2 separate regions of the Mus musculus genome follow, and region 1 is linked to region 2. Evidence: chromatin contacts called from public HiChIP or PLAC-seq data. All regions are on one chromosome and are shown on one strand. The core of a region is the stretch at or near the end of the contact, and the rest is flanking DNA. Distances in the headings are between cores, read along the strand shown.

What was found. HiChIP or PLAC-seq counts read pairs in DNA pulled down with a chosen protein or histone mark.
Region 1: a BATF HiChIP or PLAC-seq map of CD8 T cells shows a contact between it and region 2, with 5 read pairs. The contact joins two enhancer-like sites. A contact is called at or near these places in 3 of 39 promoter capture datasets (the 3T3-L1 cell line, hippocampal neurons and stem cell-derived epiblast-like cells), 1 of 15 datasets of contacts at CTCF or cohesin (the G1E-ER4 cell line), 3 of 484 Hi-C or Micro-C datasets (cortical neurons, embryonic fibroblasts and stem cell-derived neural progenitor cells) and 3 of 115 datasets of contacts at active chromatin or transcription factors (CD8 T cells, embryonic stem cells and vascular smooth muscle cells).

What each region holds. Positions count from the first base shown.
Region 1 is chrX:142,498,302-142,503,960 of GRCm38.p6, reverse strand. No RefSeq gene overlaps it. Among named protein-coding and RNA genes, the nearest start is that of Gm25915, 16 kb to the right of the region's middle. Within about 2 kb of position 4,095, at least 5 of the 459 cell types and tissues checked have an H3K27ac peak or open chromatin away from gene starts, as enhancers often do. A contact at or near this core is called in CD8 T cells, where this site is marked.
Region 2 is chrX:142,421,771-142,426,944 of GRCm38.p6, reverse strand. It overlaps the pseudogene Gm15031. Among named protein-coding and RNA genes, the nearest start is that of Acsl4, 34 kb to the right of the region's middle. Within about 2 kb of position 2,889, at least 14 of the 459 cell types and tissues checked have an H3K27ac peak or open chromatin away from gene starts, as enhancers often do. A contact at or near this core is called in CD8 T cells, where this site is marked.

The sequences.
Region 1 (5,659 bases), core at 2,846-5,345, 76 kb before region 2:
TGGGGTTGCCATCCCCTTCAGCTTCTTCAGTCCTTCCCCTAATTTTTCCCATAGAGGTCCCCGACTTCAGTCTAATGGTTGGCTGAACGTACCTGCATCTATCTCAGCCAGTTGTATCAGTAATAGTATCAGGCCTTGGTGCCCACCCATAGGATGTATCCCAAGTTGGGCCAGTCACTGGACAGCCTTTCCTTTAGTCTCTTCATTTCTTTTAGACAGGAACAATTCTGGGTCAGAAATTTTGACAATGGGGTGGTAATCCTGTCCCTCCACTTGGGGCCCTATGTACTGGAGGTGGTTTCTTCAGGTTACCTGTTGGGCATTTTGGCTAAGGTCATCCCCATTGAGAGTCCTGGTAGTGTTTCACATCCCAGGTCTCTGGGACTTTCTAGAGAGTTCCCCCCCCCCCAACCCCGACTCCCAGCCTCAGCAGCTGCATATTTCCATTCATTCTTCTGGCTTTCTGAGTTTCTCTCCTGTTCCCCTCCAATACCGGATCCTGACTCCTTCTCCCCTTCCCATCCCCTCTCTCACCCAGGTCCTTCCCTCCCTCTGCCCCACTGTGATTATTTTGTTTTTAGATCCCCTTCTAAGTGGGATTGAAGCATCTTCACTTGGCCCTTCCTTCTTGTTTTTATGGTCTGTGAATTGTGTCCTGGGTATTCTGTACTTTTTTGGCTAATATACACTTATCAGTGAGTGCATACTGTGTGTGTCCTTTTGGGTCTGGGTTACCTCACTCAGGATGATATTTCCTAGTTCCATCCATTTGTCTGCAAAATTCATGATTCCTTTTTTTAAAATAGCTGAACAGTATTCAATTGTGTAAATGAACCACATTTTCTGTATCCATTCTTCCCTTGAGGGACATCTGGGTTGTTTCCATCTTATAGCTATTATGAATAAGGCTGCTATGAACATTGTGGAGCATGTGTCCTTGTGGTATGGTGAAGCATCTTGGTCTTCAGGTAGAACTATTTCCAATTTTCTGAGGAACCGCCAGATTGATTTCCAGAGTGGTTGCACCAGTTTGCAATCCCACAAGCAATGGAGGAGTGTTTCTCTTTCTCCACATCCTTGCCAGCATGTGCTCCCACAATAATAGTGGGAAACTTGAACACCTCACTCTCAACAGCAGACAGATCATGGAAACAGAAACTAAACAGAGACAGAGTGAAACTAACAGAAGTTATGAACCAGATGGATTTAACATCTATCTACAGAACATTTCATCCTAAAACAAAAGAATATACCTTATTTTCAGCACCACATGGTGCCTTCTCCAAAACTGACCATATAATTGGGCACAAAACAAACCTCAACAGATAAAAGAAGTTTGAATTGATCCCGTGCATCCTATCAGACCACCATGGACTAAGGCTTGACCTCAAAAACAACAAAAACAACAGAAAGCCCACATACTCATGGAAACTGAACAACTCTCTACTCAGTGATAACTTAGTAAGGGAAGAAATAAATAAAGACTTTCTAGAATTCAATGATCATGAAGACACATCATACCCAAACTTACGGGACACAATGAAAGCAGCGTTAAGAGGAAAATTCATAGCACTAAGTGCCTTCATAAAGAAATTGGAGAGATCTCATAGAAGCAACTTAACTGCACACCTGAAAGCTCTAGAACAACAACAACAACAAAAACCAAACCAAAACCCAAACAACAACAACAAAAAGCAAACACATTCAGCAGGAGTAGAAGGCAGGGAATAATCAAATTCAGGGATGAAATCAACCAAGTGGAAACAAAGAGAGCTATACAAAGAATCAACAAAGCCAGGAGCTAGTTCTTTGAGAAAATCAACAAGATAGATAAACCCTTAGCCAGACTAACTGAAGAGTACAGGGACAGTATCCAAATTAACAAAATCAGGAACGAAAAGGAGACCTAACATCAGAGAAACTGGGGAAATTGAAAAAAATTATAATATCGTTTTTTTTTTTTTAATTAGAGAATCCTATGTTTATATCTAGACAACCAATCTAACACAGCCACTGTTTTCTCTCTGGGCTTTGACAATTCCCTGCTCCCCGCCAAACAGCTCCTGTTTCCAGATTCCTGCCCTGTTTGAGTTCTTTCGTTTGTTTGTTTTTTTTTTTTTTTTTTTTTTTTTTGTTGTTGGTTTTCAACACAGGGTTTCTCTGTGTAGCCCTGGCTATCCTGGAACTCACTCTGTAGACCAGGCTGGCCTTGAACTCAGAAATCTGCCTGTCTCTGCTTCCCAAGTGCAGGGATTAAAGGCGTGCGCCACCACTGCCTGGCTCCTGTTTGAGTTCTTGCCTTACCTTCTTTTGTTGTAAAGTTGTGATATGGAAGTGAAATAAACCTGTTCTTCCCCAAGATGCTTTGTTTATGGTATTTCATCACAGCCATAGTAACACTAAGACAGACTGAAGGTGGACCATATCTCAGGTAATTTGAGGGTTCCATTTATTTTCCTGTAGGCATTTTTTCAGAGCCATACAGCTGCCTGTCTCTACCCCACGACACAATTGTTTTCCTGGCCTTTCCTTTCACCTACATCCTGGGAATTTTCTTTGGTCCAGCTATGACGATGCAATATTCTGGAAATATCTCTTAAAGTCTAAGAGACTGGAATTTTTGCTGGACCTCATGACCAGAGTTAATAATATACCTTGAGGTCACTGAAGGCTTAAAACTGCTACCCTATTGTGTACTCAGAACTCAAGAGAACAATGTTGCAACCAACCTTACTTACCTTGGATTTCCTTTGTAAGCAACTTTTACAACCTAAGTTAATGCATAGCTACAGCCTTAAAATATGCTGTTTTCCATGCCCCTGACTCAGAACAATGCTTGTATAAAGCATTTGCTGAAAGCAGCAAATGCAGAGAGTGAAAACAACCTTCTACAATCTACCCTAAATATTGGAAGCATTCATTTGTGGATATTGGCTGATAAACCTTGATGTTTGTAGTACTGTTTGTTATGTGGGTCAGCTTGAATCAGTTGAAACCAGGGGCTTAATTAATCCCTTGTTTAATATATATATATATATATATATATATATATATATATATATATATATATAACAACAGTAACAACATTTGTTAAAGATTTCTGTAAAGTATACTATTCCTTTCCTATGTGATGTTCTTTGTGTTGTTCAATAAATACAGAGTGAAACCCTTTGTGAGGGGCACATACACACAGTAACAGGTAGACAAACATATACAGACACACAGAAGACAGGGACAGACAGATTCATAACACAGCCTTTTTCAGGCAAACACACACAGAGTCACATTCTTGATACAGATAGAGAACAGAAAATTCGGGAATTAGGGAATTCAAATCTGATCTTGATCTTGGTTAAATGATAACAAAGGGAAATGTTAATTTCTTTTCTTAATGTGACACTAACTCAGGGTTAAGCACTAATGTGCATAATCCACAAATCCAGCCTCTTATGTTTGAACCTTTGTTTCTTCTGACCATTCCTTTGTCTAAGGGACCCAAAATTCCAGTGACTTCTGTGACATTCTGAAGCTCCATACTGATGTGCCTTCATGTGTCACACGGAGTTATTTCACCAAACACAAAGTATATATAAATATGTTCTTTACAGTGTTTTGTAACATGGTTAAAAAGCCTGGAGCACTCTATATGTCCAAAATAAAAGAAATTATAAATCCCATGGTATATTGCCACATTAAAATAGCAGGTAGGCATTATAAGCAGTCTAATGGCTCTGGTTACTGGAATCAGCCACGTCTCAAGAGCTACTTGACATTCCATTTCAACTCACCTGGCCTTACCTTCACTTCCACTCCAACCAGCCACCAAAAGTTGGATTAAAAAGAGCATAGGGCATGCCTATTGAGAATTGAAACGACGAGGAAGACAGAAGATCTTTATCCCCACCTCCCTTCTCTTTGATAAAGGAAAGCAATGATACCCCAGCAAATGTTTAACAATGCAACTGAAGTCTCTCCATAGTAAAATCATGTCCACAGTGGCTAATTTTGAATTACCAATATGACATTGCACTCGTGTATTTTCTGACAAGTTCACAACTTACTTTCATGAGTTGTGGTGAACTTACTTCAGCAGACCACAGGAAGGAGGTCCCAGAGTACTACAGTAGTTAGGCATGCACTCAGCCACTCTGCCTAAGCACTACAGGCCATAAGCAAGTTACTCTGCCACGCATGCTGTACTGCAGAACAGCTATTTACCACTTGGAGGGATGGCCAACCCTAGAATGAAGGGGATGACGGGATTGTCAGCTAACGAGGGAGCAAAAGTTTTCTTGAGTTTCTTATCTCCAAAAGATATGAAAGTCAGGATCTTGGTGGAGAGAGGGAGCTACAGGTTTTCCATTCCTACCCTAGCACATAGAAAACACACATTGTTTAGCCTCAGGAATCACACCTACATCGGAGGAATGCACACTAGAGAAATACAAGGGATGGCCAATGTCTAGGAGTTCCTCTGTAACTGGCTCCACTGCAGATTTGATAAGAAGTGGAAAGTGTTTACCGTGTTTGGCTCCTTTGTCTTTTGATTCCAAGGCCAGAAGGATAAGTGCCACCAAGTGTGAGATGCAAGGAGCACAGAGAGGAAATAGGGGGAGGAGGAAGAGGGGGAAGAGGAGGAGGAGGAGGAGGAGGAGGGTGGAGGAGGAGGAGAGTTATGAATCAAGCAGGAAATTAAAGTTGGAAAGCACTCACTGTTAAGTCTTATGAACCAGAACAGGGAATTAGACGTAATGGCCCACACCTGTAATTCCAGCATGTGTGTCATGAGGATTGCTGCGTCATGAGGATTGCTGTGAGGCCCCCTTCTGACTCAATTTTAGAGTCTGTTAACAAAAATACATAACAAAAGGAACAAAAGCAACAACCAAAACGGGCTTGTTTTAATAACCCCAAGTTACTACAGTATTATGAATCAGAGAGAGAGAGAGAGAGAGAGAGAGAGAGCATACTGGTCCACTCAGGTTGGCATCAGATTCCTGTAGTAAAGGAAATGGTGGTTTGTAGGCTCACCTTTCTGGGTAAGGAACTGCTACTATCACTCAAGAATTACTGCAGAGATGGTTAGCCCTGCATCTGGTTAGCAGGCACCTTGACTTCTGGAGAAGCCTGTTGCACTTCACTGTCAGCAGGATGGAAAAGTCTGAAACTTGGACCCAGTAGAGCACTTGATTTCCATAGCGTCCTTCCTCCCACTGAGCACTCACTGAGGGATGGGTTCTGATGGCACAGAGGCTGAGCCTCCATGATAGATCTCAGTCCTCTGTTTGCTTCTCCCACTCTCCAAAGTGTTCAGGGGACTCCCTCAGCTCGATAAGTAGTCACAGCATGGTATATAAACTGTGAAGAGGCTGGAGCACGGGAGGACCTGTTGGCCTATGAGGCTGGAAAGCTAAGTGTGGGTAGCAGAGGCTACTAGCATATAAAGAAAATGACGCTCTTAAAGGAGATAGGTGTGGTGAACACTTGACCCTTGATTAGTCCAGGCTCAGCACCAACATAAATGATAGACAATGCAAGAGAACTCTATTCCAACTGACCACTTTTTCTACCTATGAGACTCCAATATTGGAAGAGCCAGAAAGAATTCACAAACAAATGTTTTATATATATATATATATATATATATATATATATATAT
Region 2 (5,174 bases), core at 1,640-4,139:
TGGCACGATAATGTCTGACATTTAAAAAACGCTTTCCGAACTCTGATCTCATTGGACTCTCATAAACAGCCAAGACTTGGGGAGGACAGGTTGCATGCTGATATGTAAAGGGAGGGAATTTGTATAGTTTGTTCCACAATCATTCAGTATGTGAGTCATACAAGGCTCAGACTCCTGACGCTAAACACACTCACTTTCCCCCAAATCATTGAGTAACATTTTGATTCAGAGGGCAACATTCTGAATCAACCAAATTATTAACTTGTTTCTCTTACATCCCAAGTGCATAAACTTGTGAGCTAACAAAGGAGGATCCCCTGTTTTTCCCCCCTTTGGTTTTTTTGTTAAATTTGTTTCTCAGAGAGGAGGAAGCCAGCCTAACACTCTAAAGCACAGCTCTATTCTCAAAGAAGAGCTGGCTGGGTAGGACACTAACCAACTTGAAAAATAACGAGGGATGGCTATTCACTCCTGGCAAACAGAGCTCTGGCAGCTCAGTCACTTTGAATCCTAGCTTGGTATGTTTGCTTTGCTCAATATTTTGACAAGTTAAATGTGTGTTTCCTTCATCTCCACCCATTGTATGTTAGCATTTTCCTAGTGATAGTTGGTAAAGAGTGAACATAACCATACTGGCACAGTCCCCTTCAACAAATGAGATGCTGACTTGCATAGGAGACAGTGGGTTTTTAGACACTGCCAAAAGAATCTTGACTAACCAAGGAGAACAAAGAATTCCAGATTTCTAGATTCCATAAATGGAGAAATACTCCATGAGTCAGGAAACTTCTTTTATGACAAAGCCTGAGGCCTAATTCTCAGTTATTTCCAATTTCATCTATACTTTTTTTTCCTACTATGTACAGTTGAATTACATGATGTGCTCATTTGTGCTCTCCAGCCTCCAAATCAAATGTCTCAGCTGCTCACACTTGACCTCTGCTGTGGGATGCCGCCAAGCACCCTCAGAGGCAAATAGCTTCCTTCCCTGTCTCAGAGGCCTGTTCTAGCATTCATTCTGTACAGTTGTACTTAGGGATCCTTATATATCTACCTCTTCTTCTCCCTTGCCCCAAACTGTGGTTTGTTAAAGCCTTTTACTTGCTAAAAATAATTAGAATCCATTTCTTTCTGTCTGTCTCCATAGACACCACTGGACCATCACCTGTCACCTAGACTACTGCAGCACTCCATAATCCTCTCATATCTATGTCCACCCCCTTTCCATTTGTTCTCATTGGGATGAATGCTAGAGTATCCTCATGTTAAAACTGACATAGCTTCCTTTTACCATGCTCAGACCATAGACACAAAACTCTTTAAAAAAAAATACAAATGCTTTATTTAACAATTGCAGGTCATTCCATGGGCCAAGTAAGTAGTGGATATCCAGGGCCCAGCCGCAAGGTCAGCGCAACCACCGAGCTTCTCTTTCTGACTTCCATAGGGTGAGCACATCACCCTCTCGAAAGGGGCCTTTGACGGTTTGGATGATAGAGCTGCTGGTGTCATCCATAAATCTCACTGGCACCTGCGTGCCCTGTCCCTGCGAACCTGTCCTGCCCAGCACTGTGGTTACCCTAGCCAGCTTGATGAACTGCACGTGACTTGTGTCCACGATGGCAGCCATGTATTGGAGAGGCAACACAATTTTTTTTAAAGCTTAACTTTAACATTTTATTTTATGTAAAAAAGGGCAAATTTAGTGAATTATTTTCATCTTGTACACAAAATTATAATTTTAATGCCTTTCACATCCAAGCTGGGAATTTGCATTTTGGTAAAAATGAAAGGAACATAAATTTCTCTGAAAAATGTATGTGGCTTATCAGGCCCTTCATGATCTGACATATGCTTGTTTTTCAGCCTCATCTTGAGCTCCTTTAATCTCCACACTATATTTAATTAATAACAAACCAAAACTAGAGTCGCATTACATATTCGTAGCCAGCCTTACAGTTATAACATCCCCGTCTCAATCTTCTGAGAGGACAGGTATGGGCCATCCCAGCCACTTGATGTTTGCATTTGTAACCATTTTGCTCCCTTTGGATGTAGACCTTTTGTGTATTTGGATGTCCCTATTAGAGTTGACTGCTTGTTTTGTTTATTTCCCAGCTCTATCTTAATTATCTTCCAGATTCAAGTTTAAGAAACTTAAATAAGATAGTTAAGATAGCATCCCTTGGTTCCCTGACTAGGCCAGTTGGCCTGTTATAAGGTGTCACTGAACTGTGTGGTATGGCTACTTGATAACTTTTTTTTTTATTACTATTCAACAGGATTTATAAGTTGGGTGGTGGTGGCACCCAACTTTAATCCCGAAATTTAGGAGGCAGAAGCAGATTGATCCCTGTGTGTTTGAGGCCATCCTGGTCTACAGAGTGTGTTCCCGGACAGCCAGGGCTACACCGAAAAACACTGTCTCTGGAAAACAACAGCAACAATAGCAACATCAAAAGCAGCAGCAACAACAAAACAAAACAAAGGAATATATAGATCAATATCAGGGAGTGGCAGTCAGGTGAAAAGAGCCATAGCCCTTGCCTTCCTTGTCAAAGGCAACATCACTAACCCTTTAGCAAAGTTTTTTCCCCATTCTCTTTTGTCCACCCTCTATCTACATTTCTTTTCTTCTCTTTCCTTCCATTTACCTTCCATGTTTTCTGTTATGCCACTGTAGTTTCTGAAACAGTGTTATGCTGAGAACTGCAGGAAGGGCTGGAATTCACTACATAGCCCAGGCTGGCCTTAACCTTCTGAGATCCTGAAGAACAACAAATGATGATGCTAAGTGCTATAGTAATAAAAGCAAGGATGTCACTGCAGAGTCTGCCTTTACCTTCCAGGAGCTGAGATTATAGTCATACCCCAGCCCCAGCCGTTCTTTCTATGAGACTATGTGGATCCTGCCTCTAAAAACAGTCAAACCACTTCCTGCTCTGTCAAGTCACACAGTAAAGGAGTTTGTCTGGCTAAAAATAATAGCCCTTCCAAAGTGCCTACAAACTAAGGGACCTCAGCTTTGGACACCCAACCTTTCTTCAGAAAGGGGTAGATGACCCCAAAGGCTGGTATTCTCTGTCTTCATATGTTACTATATGACTCCACTCACTAGATGCAAGTTTCTTGAGGTCAAGATTTCACCATGGGTTTCCAGTACTTACCACAAAGTACATAGCATTTTTCTAATAAACACTTAGGGAATGAATGACTGGATATGTTCCAGTAAAATGGATTAGTACCTTTTTTTCACGGATACTAAGCAGTAGATGTTTTCAGCTTTTTAATCCTTCCATAAGCCGTTCAGACTGAATTGCATATCCATGCCCAAGTTCAGATAGCTTCCTAGGTTTTATAATGGTATCTCCTACGACTGAAACAGAATGCTCCTGCCAATTTAAATACCAGTGTAATGAGAAGAATAAACACAGTTGTTTAACTGGAATTTCTAATGTAAATAATTGAAAATATTGTCATCTAATTGTGCCATTGGACTAATTAGTTTTAACTTTTTCCCTTCTTATAGATAGATAATAGACTTTTAACAAACAGAAAATACTGAGTTCTTACATGCACCCTGACCCTGAATGTGCACAGTCCTCACCACTAACACCATGCTCCAAACTAGAGCTTTGTGACAACTGCTGAATCTACACTGATGTATCATTATAGCCCAAAGCCAACTGTTGACTTTAGGGCAAATTTATATTGTTGAACAGACTCCCTACACAAAGGATACTGCAAGTTTTTATTGCAAATGGAGTCATAGCTAGTGAATTACTTTCTCTGTACCCATTGATGACTGATATGACTAACTCATTTTCCTCTCTTTTTAAGCTTGTTGCGGGAATGTATTACATTCATGGATTTTCTAATAGCAAACCAGGCTTATAGTTCTAGTATAGATCCACTGGCTATGGTGTATAATTTTTTATACTATTTGCTAATATTTTATTGAAGAGTTTTATATCTATGTCCATATGAGATATTGGTCTATAGTTTTATTTTCAGTTGATGTCTGTCTGATTTGAATATTGGGATAAAGCTGACCTGTGACAGAGAGTAGAGAAAATTATTTTAATTTCTTCCTTAATTACTTGGTCCAGTTTATAAGTGAACCCATTTGACCGTGCTGCTATCTTGGAAAAGTATTGATTACTTATTCAATTTTAGTAAGTTTTAAAATTGTCTATTTCTATTTGATTGTATGTTTCTTCTTATGCATTTTGGCAGATTATAGGTAGGAATTGGTCAACTCTTTTTAAGATATCACAGTTTTTGTAGTACTCCATCACTGTCGTTTTGATGTCCACAGACTCTGCAGTGACATCCTTGCTTTTATTACTATAGCACTTAGCATCATCATTTGTTGTTCTTCAGGCAGTGTATCAAGAGACATATCTAACATAAATACCAAAGATCTAGTTTTTGTTCTTTTTGATTTATCAGTTTTCCGGTTCAAATTTTCATTAATTAATGCTTATTATTTTATTTCTTCAACTCTCTTTGAAGTCAATTCTATTTCCTGTTTTTGAGTTTCCCAAGGTGAAATGTTAAATTATTGTTTTAAAATCATTATTATTCTCAAATATACACATGTATTGCTAAAATTGCCCTGTGAGGAACAAAGACTTTTTTTTTAACTCCATCTCACAACTTAATTTTCATTTACATTTTCATTTACTTCAAAGTACTCATAAAATTCTCTTCAGGTTTCCTCTGTACTCTATATATTGTTAGAAATCTGTTGTTTAATCTATGGATGTTTTGGACTTTCTGACATTCACTCAATTTCACTGGGGTCTGAGTGCATTCATTTTCTTATTTCTATTGTTTTAATCTGTTCACATGTATTTAATGGCTCAGAATGTGATCTGTTGTTTCAACTGAAGATTTTAAAGATGTTCAACTGGAGATTTTAAAGATGCTAAACTCATTTTTTGGTAAAAAGTATATGGTCTAATATTGTTGGGTGAGATAATTTATAGGCATCATTTTTTGGAGATAGTCTTACTGTGAACCCCAGAATTAAGCTTGGGATTTTCCTGCTTCTGCCTTCTAAGTGCTGGGATGACAAGCTTTTGTCACTGTGCCTGCCTTGTAGATATCAATTATAGCCAACTGATTGATGATGGTACAGAATTTAACCATATATTACTGATTTTGCATGT